2 separate regions of the Gossypium hirsutum genome follow, and region 2 is linked to region 1. The links are chromatin contacts, called in public Hi-C maps. All regions are on one chromosome and are shown on one strand. Each heading gives the region's core, a stretch centred on a gene start, on an enhancer-like site or on the middle of the called end of the contact. The rest is flanking DNA. Distances are from core to core; before and after follow the strand shown.

Region 1 (5,526 bases), core at 1,349-3,848:
AAGCAAATTTACAAAGAAAGGGAAGTAAGAGATTAGGGTTATCAATATTAAGCAATTTGGGTGTTTGGTATTTGTTTTTCTTTCCTGCAAAAAATTGTAGAGAATTTCACTTTAAAATTTTGGGTATTTAGTATTCATCTGTATTTCATGAAATTTTTTAAGTGCTTTTCATCAACCAAGAAAAAAATCTCAAATACTGAAAAAAATAAATATTGAGTACCTAAATTACTTAATCTTAATAACGCTAGTTTCTTACTTTCAATCCCATTGTAAACTTACTTCTAATTTTTTGCTTAGAAAAAGAAGTAAGTCTAAAACTAAGAGATTATTCAATTTTTTCCAGTCTAAAATTTATATTACGCTGTTAAAAGAAAAAAAAAGGAAAAGGTTGGTTGTTGTGATATTTATTAATGTAGATTAAATATTAAATTTAAGGCTTAGATTAATTTATTTTAATCTAAGGGTTAAAAACAATTTGATTTTCATCATTCTCATTTTAAAAGTTCTTATTATAGTTATCATCAACTTTTAAATGATTTAAAAAAATAATTTAATCTTTTGTTTTATAAAGATAGATATAGTTTTAATTAGAATATATATATATAAAAAGTAGTTTTACACACTTCTTTAATTATTTAAATAATTAATATTTTAATGATTCAATTGTCTTATCATGCATGTAAATTTTTAGACCGATTAGATATTTCTGTTATACCAATTTAAAATACTCTCTCTATATATATATATCCAACGGTTAATTCTTTTTTACATAAAAAAAATAAAAGTTTTAAATTTACATCGAACTTGACATACATGATCTATATAAATAGTCCATAAATATAGAAATATTAATAATATAAATTATTATGAAAAAAATGTAAAATTAAATTATTTTTGACACTGCTTAAGTGTAGCATGTTGTTAAATGGAGATAAAATTCATCCGACAAGATAGGGTTGATTGGGGAAACTCATTAGTCATGTTGTTTCACACTCATCAGATCAAATCAAATAGAATGTCCGAATCAAAGCAAACAGACACGTGTTATATCTTTGGTGCAAGATTTTGTCCACAAAACCCGCCCAATTAAGTACAGATTAAATTCACTAAAAGTTATTTATATTTCAAATCTTTAATTAAATTTAGGTTCCATCATTTGATAATCCTCAGAAGCAGAGATTAAATTGAAGAAGATGTTATTCTGCAAAAATGCTTATATTCTTTGGACCAATGATGATTCCTTTGTGAGAAGGTGAAACACAAATGGGTGGGGTTACAGAGAGATAGCATCTTGTAAATGTAAATGTACCCCTATTTTGCTGACTAAAAATCTGCACCTTCTGAATACTGTTGAAGCCTGAAATTTTTGACAAATCTTTTGTTGCTGTCTATCTTCTAATAAAGTAGTAGCCATAAAGTGTAATTAATTTCTTTATTTAAATGGTGGGTGGTGGGACCTAAATGACAACAGAAGAACATAAGCCTCTGGGGTGGCCCCTTGCTTCAACCTTTTCAGCAATGGACCCACGGCCCCATACGGTTGCACCTCTCCTTACCAGCAACGCGTGCTTCCCCATTCTCACCCTTTTTCTTCCTATAAATAAACACAATTTTCTTCTAATGCATACTTCATTATTTATCCTAATCATGCTAATACGTTTATAATTAATTATTATAAAAAGTTTCACCAATTATGCTTCCTTTTCAAGATAAGAATGGGATTTTACTTTTGTTAAATTCTGACAAATTTCAAATTTAGTTTACTGTTAAAATTATCTATATTAAACCGATGTTGATTATAATGTTATTTTTATGAATATTAATAATTAAATTTGAATTTTTAAATTTATAAATAATATAACCTACATTAACATAAGATTTCAATTTTATTAGATTAATAAAAATATATATAATTCAAGTGTTGTGATAAATATTCCTGAAAACAAAATCCATTTAATCTTTTCATTTATATGGTCCCCTCAAGGGATCATCTTCCAGTCTGTACCATGTACAGCTATAGCACAACAGTGACAAATAATCAAATACATAAATTATTTATTAAGCAATTTCCCAATATAAAAGAATGATGAGAGAGAGAGATCTATAAAATAATTCTATATATCAAGAAACCTGCTGCATATGCAATAATAATAATAAAAGGTTATATATATATAAGTACATTTAATGTGTACCATATTTCATCCAGTTATGTGGACCGTCGGATATGTTTGATTGATTTTGGCAACAACCTTCCTCACATGGCTAATTAACGGCTATAATCATTGTTTGAATGTGGGGTTGAAAATCGAATCCAACAACTCAGATCCAAATGATCCATCATCATCTGGGTTGCACGTTATTTTTGTTAATTGTGATATCTGTATCTGATACTATATAAACAAGATCTTTTTGATCCTGTGGATATGGGTGTGATGAATAATTTATGATGGTTTTGTTAAGGGTAACCACCCTTATCGTACGGCAGGGATGTAATTGTTGGAGGGACCATGAACACCTCCCTCATCATATCAGTTTCCACTAACCCTTTTTTTTTTTTTGTTCTTAAAAAATTATAAAATGGAGGAGACAACTGTTAGAAGGGATATAGAATTCTTGGGTGCATGTGAATCACACACCATAGCAAACGCAGCTCAACTATTTTATGATGATTGTCCCCAAAAACCCTAATATAGAAATATAGATAATAGATATGTGCAAATCCTGTTACATGTTAATAAAAATAATTTATAAATGAAGTGCATTGCTCGACCTGTCTTAGGCATCTTCCACAAAACTTGAATTGCATTGGCTATTTACACTCTCATTTGTTTGGCATGCCTGAAACCCAAGAATGCACCCCAGATTCTTAAGTTCTTCTCTCTCTCTCTCTCTCTCTTTATATCAAAATATTATAGTTTATTTGGACCTTGTTTTCAGTATATACTGATGGGGAATATTGTGAGAGAGCAAGCTCATCCTCTTTCTCTCTCAAAACCTAGATTTGGCTCAACTTAAGGTTTTTCTCTTTCTCCTTGCAAAACTCAATTTCTCTCTACTTCATCTTCTTCAACTTCAACTGGTTTAGCTGCTGTGATTCTTCATAATTTGGTAGCCTCTTCAAGAATTTGTATCAGGTCAGAATATGCACTTCAATTCTCTACTACCATCCCTTTTTTCTTTTCTTTTCTGATGCATGATTTTATTGCAACAAGAAGAGGATAAAAGAGATAAGAATCATAAAATATTAGGTTGAGTTTGACTTTCGGAAGCAAGGAATTTGGATGTTCAATTGTGTGTTTGATATATATGCATTTGGTTTTTATTATTTTCATTTTAGAGTTACCCTTTAACATGGTGATTATGATGATCCTACTGTTAAACTTTGTTATCACCGGCTTTCATATTTTTCCTTCTTAAACAATCACTTTAAGAAGATCCATGAAAGTAATGATTTTTTTCCTCTTAATTAAACAAAATTCATATATCCACACATACAAAATGTATGTAATTTCATTTAAACACCAACTCTTTCATGGATGCTGGTGTAGTTTAATACATCTAAATCTATGAAATGAATATTTTAAAACATACATACATACATACTCATCTAACTGTGTTGCACTCCTATTAATTTAGTATACTCATAGTAATTAGGTACCGAATATCCATTTAGATGGAGTGGTTTATAGTGGATTATTATTATTTTGTAAATGTGGTTATATAAAGGTTAATATATGTGTGAAAGAAAAAGTAATAGACATAAGAAGAAACCAAGAAGGGCATTGAAACCACATGTGATATATAATGTACCTATAGACAAGGCTGCATAATGGAAGATATTTTGTATGGAAGATTTATCAATGGTGGCCCAAAGAACATGTGAAGAAGAAGACAAATCATACTGGAACTAAAAGTGGTTGATGTTTATCATACTTTCATTTTTAGTGCTGGACAAACATTAATTCATGCCATTCATCCCCCTTCTCTCCTCTCAATAATAAACAATCCATTACCAATCAACAACCTTATTCTCAGCTTTTTTTTTTTTGGGGGGGGGGGGGCTCACTTTAACAGGTGGGAATAGTAAAAAGGTGATTTGATTATCAGAGTTGTTATGTGATCTACTTTCTTATCAAATTTCTTGGGAAAGAAGGGATCATTTTATTCATTTCCCAAATCCAAATCCAAATCTATTCATCCTACATATTCGGTGTATTCTTCAAGCAACATTAAACTCCAATGGGGAATCTTCTTAGGCCGTACGATAAGGAGTATATGAGGATGGCTATCTTAAAACATGAAGAAACTTTCAAAGAACAGGTATATATATATACACACACATATATATTTTGTTTTTTAAAAAAAAACTGTATTTGTTGTTCTAAGCCTTAAGCAATGTTCTGTTTTTCAGGTGTACGAACTGCATCGTCTATATCGAATCCAGAAGACGTTGATGAAAAGCATGGAAAGCAGCCGGCCTAAAGGAAACTTTAGCTTGAAGAATAATTATCACCATGGAAATATAAATATGCATCACGATACAAGAACCAGACTTGACTTGGAACATCCGGCGGCTGAGGGTGATCATCGGTCAAACAATGTTGTTGCAGAACCAGACTATGGTCGTAACACAATATTAGAATCCATAGATGAGAGCGAGATTGAGCTTACTTTAGGCCCCACAAGGTACGTGCCGAGGAAGAAACATGGGACTCCTCGAACTTCGGATTCCGGTCCGAGCTTCTCTTCTTCTTCCACTGAATCCAGTCATGTGAAGAAGACAAGCACAACAAGGGATGATTTCACTGGAAATGAGCAGATGGGACTTTTCAAGGTCACTGATATGACATTTGGGTACCCAAATGGGAGTAAAAACAACACTGATCTTGAAGAACAGTTGAGACAGGAGAGATTAAAACAGCCACCTTGGCTTTTCCAAGTTCTAAGCATGAATATGACTTAAACAAAAAAGAAAAAAGAAAAAGAAACTATCATCCAAGTCGATATGATTAGATTTTAGACTGTTTCTTATCGACTAATTTCCTGTGATTGATGTTTGTGTGGAAGTTTCTTCTAAGTTTCTTTTTTAGCAATGGAGTATTTTGTAAAGATCACTTGTTTCCTTGCCTTGCAAAAAAACCCTCTAATTTGTTGAGCTCCACTTTCAAATCAGTCTATTTCCAAGTCCCACTTGGGGAAGACTTTTGAGTACACAGCACACCTTTTTATTAATTCTCTTTAATTTGATCAACCTTTGCTGTATTAGCCGGTGTTATAGTTTCAACTCTGTTGTATTTGCAAAGCACCTTTTAGGGCTTATAACAGGAATATTCACATCTACAAAAGTTTCTCAAATTGAATATATGTTGAATGATGCTTGGAAACAGAGTTTCCGTACATGGTTTGCCCTGGCAAGTGGCAACATGCCATCAAGGGTCAAACAAAGAACCTGCAAATGAAGCCATTTTAGTTACCTTGAAGAGCATGTGTAATGCCGGTTGAAAAAGTCTGAGACCAATGAAACTT
Region 2 (5,431 bases), core at 2,477-4,976, 220 kb after region 1:
CAGGAGTCAAACTATCTTGACTCATATTTTCAGTTGCATTGCATAATTTTTCAATTTGACTAGATAATATTGCAGCCCCTCCAATTTGATTTGAGGATTTCTTCCTTCCAATTTTAAAATGTGAAGTTCCTACCTCAAGTGTTTTTCTTTTTTGATTATTTTCATCAAAGTCACATCCTATTTGACTTGTGAGCATCATTTATCACATTTTCTTCCTCATTCTCTTCAAGTATGTCATTGTCAATATCCTTAAAAAATTCACTAGGGAGTGTACCTGAAGAATGTGCTCATGCTTTATAATCGGTGGCAACTATCCCCATGAACATCTGGTCCAACTTCCCTTCGAATCCAAGATCAATGCTCGAAGTTCTAAACTAACATCCTCTTTAGATGAAGTTACTTACTCCTCGCCTCCACTGATAGCAGATATGGTAATTCTAAACCAAAGCATGTACTCCAAACAGGTTGTCGTGCCCGATGAGAAAAAAGATTCTCAAATGGGTAAGAAATCCATTCTACGATCCCAAATGTCGATATACTTCTTGTGGAAATCTCACCAATTTTCTTCAATTTTTCTTCGCAAATCAAGTTTGTGTAGTGCTTCAATGTCTAGTGGTGGCTGCAAAATTTTTTGCCTCCACCTAAACTGTCTCATCACTCGATCCTATTCATGTATCTCCACTGTCTCGTGAACTATCAATGACACCTTCGCGTCTCACATACTCTGAATGGCCAAAAATTCAGGCAGGACGCATTCTATGATATCCGAATCAGCATATAGCATCCATTAAAACTGTAGTGCACAATTATAAATGTTGTTATCTACAAAATTTTAAATTCCAAATCTTTGTATAATTATTATAGATTCGAAGAAATCAATAACTAACATCTGCTTTCGAGCGTTGATTTAACAACAGCCGAATATCTTTGAGCTGCTCTGATAGTCCCACATTACTCGGCCCATGGTTCCACCTACTCAAATAATATGTTAATTCAAACATATAATAGATAAACACCATTTAGTATATTAACTATATATTATTATCAAATGAATTTTACCTTGTCACTAATGGGAACGTACAAGGGTCATTCACTCGGGGATGTAAAAATGGTAGCCGATGCCACACCTATGATTACTGTAGGAGCAAACAGCCGCCAATTGATATATTATCTAGTACCGTCGCCCGACACAACTCCTTGTACAACGTGGCCAAAATGACTGATCCCCAACTCAGTCGTCCACATTCTTTGAAGTCGACTAGGTGTAGTAGCCACCTTATGTGTACCAAATTTTGAGATTTATCGGACATTAGAATTCCCTCGATTAATCTCAGGATGTATGCTTAGGCATATTGTTCTTTTACAACGTTAGTTGTGTTCGGAGGAAGATTTTTGAAATTATTTTCTAACCATTTCATATCTATCCGTCCACCTTGAAACTTCTTCAACACCTTCCTTAAAAATGCCTCACAAAAGTCCTCTAGACTGAGAACGACTGCTAACCCCCATAACGATTGACCCATCCACCGATAAATCAAGTTCTAAAGCTACATCCTTGAGTGTGATGTACACTCACTGCATGGAAGTTGATATGTGTGTGTCTCCAGTCTCCATCTTTCCACCATCGCGCTGATAAGTGTAGGATCCAATTTGCAGCCCCTGAGCATATGAAATGCATGTAAGAATCTCGCATCTTGTAAATAACCACGAATTTCAATGTTTGGACTCTTTGACAAATTGTGTATGAACGCCCCCAAAACACGATCATCCGCCTATTTATATCAACAAAATAAAATATTTTAAAATTTTAAAAAAACTTTAAAATTAACTTAATTGAAAATAACGAAATTTTAAATTTTTTCTTACCATTGTCGATTGAGTAGCGGAATGTGCTTGTCGTCGAAACGAATCAGCGAACTTGCCATTTATGAAAATTTAATCGAAATGAATAATCTACTAAACAATAAAATAAAACTATAATATTTTCAAACAAATGGATTGAAAAATTTCAAACAAAACTTGAGAAAATTGAGAGAGTTGAAAGAATTGAGAGTTTAAAGAGAATAGATAGTTGGATTTGAGTGAAAAGAATGAAAAATGGCTTGGTATTTATAGTAAAAAAATCGTTGCCCCTTAAAAAATTTTACCATTAGCCTCGTTTAAAATTGGACCGTTGGGAAATGATCGTTAGAGGAAAACATGCCTAGCTAAACTCATTTTCACACACTTTCTCCAAAAGCGTTCTATTTAAAAAAAACTATTAAATATAAAAAAAATAGAATATTATTATAACTTATCCTAATTCAAGAGCTAGGTATTAACCTTGTAGCATATTGAGTTAATACGCCATACTTATGACAGTTGAGGAACAAATTATTTATAAATAAATAATGTTAATTAAGTGGTTAAAATGAAACTTATTAATATTAGAGATCTTGTGCTGTAATTTGATTTTTATTGAAGTATGGCATCATGGCGTCCAATGTCTACACGTGATGACCGGACCCCACAACGTGGAACTAATATCCAACAAATTTAATAGTATTCAATTTAAAAAAAAAAAAGAAAATAGTTTTTTCAACATTTCAATCCAGGTTAGTATAAGTAGGGGTGAGTATTCGATTGAGTCAAAAAATTTCGAGTTAGTCGAGTTGACGAATCCTATTTTAGCAACCGAACTCAATTTGAATTTTTTTCGAATCAGATCGAATTGAGTCAAAAAATTTAGAGTCAAGTAGAGTCGAGTTAACGAATCCTATTATTTATACTCAATGTTGCACTTACATGAACCAATTATTTAACTAGCAAACGAAGTATAAAATTATTTAACAACATAAACAATATAATGGTTTTGCCTTTTAACTTAATTAGTAAACTTTATAAAAACAACGTAGTTTTACCTTTTAACTTAATAGTTTTGACTTTTAACTTTAAAAAATATAGTCATTTATCAAAATGATGTAGTTTTGCATTTTCTTATTCGGATTTTTAGATAACTCGAATTAAACAAAAAAACTTATTTTTTTATTCGAGTTTATCCAAATAACTTGATTAACTCAAATAACTCGAACTATTTAATTCAAAATTTAAAAATTTTATCAAATTTTTCGAATCGAATCAAATTTTGCTCACCCAATTTGAACAATAGGCAAAAGAAATTACATACTTTAAAAACGAAAATCAGTCCTACACTGAATCTAACCCTTCTTTTCTCTGCCAAATAAATTTCAATCACTGGTGAGATGAGAAGTGAGCAACTTTTGAATTCAATTTTGAACTTGCCTATAGTTTAATATATTATTTGTGATAAATCTAAATCCAATTACACATTAAATTAAATATTCACCTTCAAAAACATTTACCAATTTGTAATTATTATTAAATTAAATATTTATTTGGGCACAGGCAAGAAGAAGGGGATGGTTGGTTGGCGGGTATACCTCCCATCAATAATTTCCAAACGTGTTGCATAAAATAATAAATATAGAAAGAAGCAAAGAGCCAAAGACAAATGCCCGTGAACTGGAAAAATAATGTAAAATTAAATAAACACAATAAAAATTTATTAATATCTTAAATACAAATTAATATTTAAATTATCCAAATTATTTTTCTTCAAATTCATACTTTTATAGTCAAACTGTTAGACCTAATTGATAACTATGTCGTTTTAAAAATAATTATTAATATACTGACAGAATCAAGAATTGCAAATCTATAACCTCCAAAACATAATCCATATTCAACTCAACTGTCTGATGAATTTCATATACACATCTTTTGTATTATATTCATTTCAAAGAGCAGCCAACCGTAATTAAAATATTATCTACTTGGGCACTTGAAATTCTAAGCTTCACGAATTTTTACTGCCATTACTTTTCAAATATCATTTATAAATTTGTGTTATTTTATGGCATCACATGATATCTTAAATTATTTTTATACTAACTATACCTACCGTCTTATTATTTAATTTCCTTTTATGCAAATTTAATCTTGAATTATCGTCTTCCTCATCAACTCATCTTCCCAAATGACTAGATGGTAATCGCTTAACCATCCTTTGTTTTTTCTTAAATGAACAAATAATTGAAAGGATTAAGCCCTTTTTTTTCCCTTCTCAATTATTGCTTTTTGTGCTTTATTGTTGTTCCCCTTAACTCTGCAAAAAGAAAAAAAGGAAATACACAGTTATCATCAGCCTTGAGAGGGGAGGAGGAAGAGAGAATCAATTCTCAGCCTCGAGAATAAAAGAGAAGATTTGAAGACAACGGATAAACACAAAAGCATGAAATCATGTGAAAGAAAGTTATTAGTATCTTATCTCAGCTCTTAACCTCCATCACCTCTTTCTTTTTCTCCTTTATTTATTTTTGGTTTGCAACCAATCATTCAAACAACAAGACAACCACCACCGTCCTACGACCACGTTCACTCTCTCTTCTTTTATATTTAATAAAGGAAAACAGCTGTTCCTTTTTGTATAAAATCAAGAGTTTTATCCAAGCTTTCATCTCTATTGCTTTTCCTCTCTTTCTGGTGAAGAAGAGAGTGAACAAAAATGGAGATGGTTAAGTGTTTTATGATTGTCCTGATTCTTGGTCTTTGCCACGTGCCCATGGCTGCACCATTGGAGGAGAAGAAGAGTAGCAGAAAGACTTACATCGTGCACATGGCTAAATCCGAGATGCCTCCGAGTTTCCAGCACCATACTCACTGGTATGACTCCTCTTTGAAGTCAGTTTCCGGCTCGGCTGCAATGCTCTATACCTACGACAACGTTATCCATGGATTCTCTACTCAGTTAACTGATGAAGAAGCTGAGCAACTCGAGAGCCAACCAGGGATCCTCGCGGTTTTACCCGAGGTAAGATACGAGTTACACACGACTCGTACACCTGAGTTCCTTGGACTCAGTCAAGCTGCTGCTTTGTTCCCTGAGTCTGAGTCGGCGAGTGAAGTTGTTATTGGTGTGTTGGATACTGGTGTTTGGCCTGAGAGCAAGAGCTTTGCTGATACGGGGCTTGGACCAATACCAAGCAGCTGGAAAGGCGCGTGCGAATCAGGCACCAATTTTACCTCCGCAAATTGCAATAAAAAATTGATAGGTGCGAGGTACTTTGCTAAGGGGTATGAGGCTGCCTTGGGTGCAATTGACGAGACCAAGGAATCAAGATCACCTCGAGATGATGATGGGCATGGTACTCACACGGCCTCCACCGCTGCAGGGTCGGTGGTGGAAGGAGCTAGCTTGTTTGGTTACGCACAAGGAACGGCGCGTGGTATGGCCACGCGCGCTAGGGTTGCTGTTTACAAGGTTTGTTGGATCGGTGGATGTTTCAGTTCAGACATCTTGGCTGCCATGGAGAAGGCCATTGATGACAACGTTAATGTACTATCCATGTCCCTCGGCGGTGGCATGTCTGAT

What was found. A called contact is a pair of places that touch in the nucleus more often than the background predicts.
Region 2: a contact with region 1 is called in a Hi-C map of leaf, with 1.9 times the contacts expected there. The contact joins the promoter of LOC107900081 here to the promoter of LOC107900012 in region 1. A contact is called at or near these places in 7 of 34 Hi-C or Micro-C datasets (callus, hypocotyl, leaf and 1 more).

What each region holds. Positions count from the first base shown.
Region 1 is chrA11:64,304,485-64,310,010 of Gossypium_hirsutum_v2.1, forward strand. It overlaps LOC107900012, which reads left to right and starts at 2,599. Exons shown (of 2, transcript XM_016825748.2): 1 at 2,599-4,320; 2 at 4,412-5,211. The coding sequence starts at 4,240. The coding sequence ends at 4,963.
Region 2 is chrA11:64,524,384-64,529,814 of Gossypium_hirsutum_v2.1, forward strand. It overlaps LOC107900081 (subtilisin-like protease SBT1.7), which reads left to right and starts at 3,727. Exons shown (of 1, transcript XM_016825794.2): 1 at 3,727-5,431. The coding sequence starts at 4,565.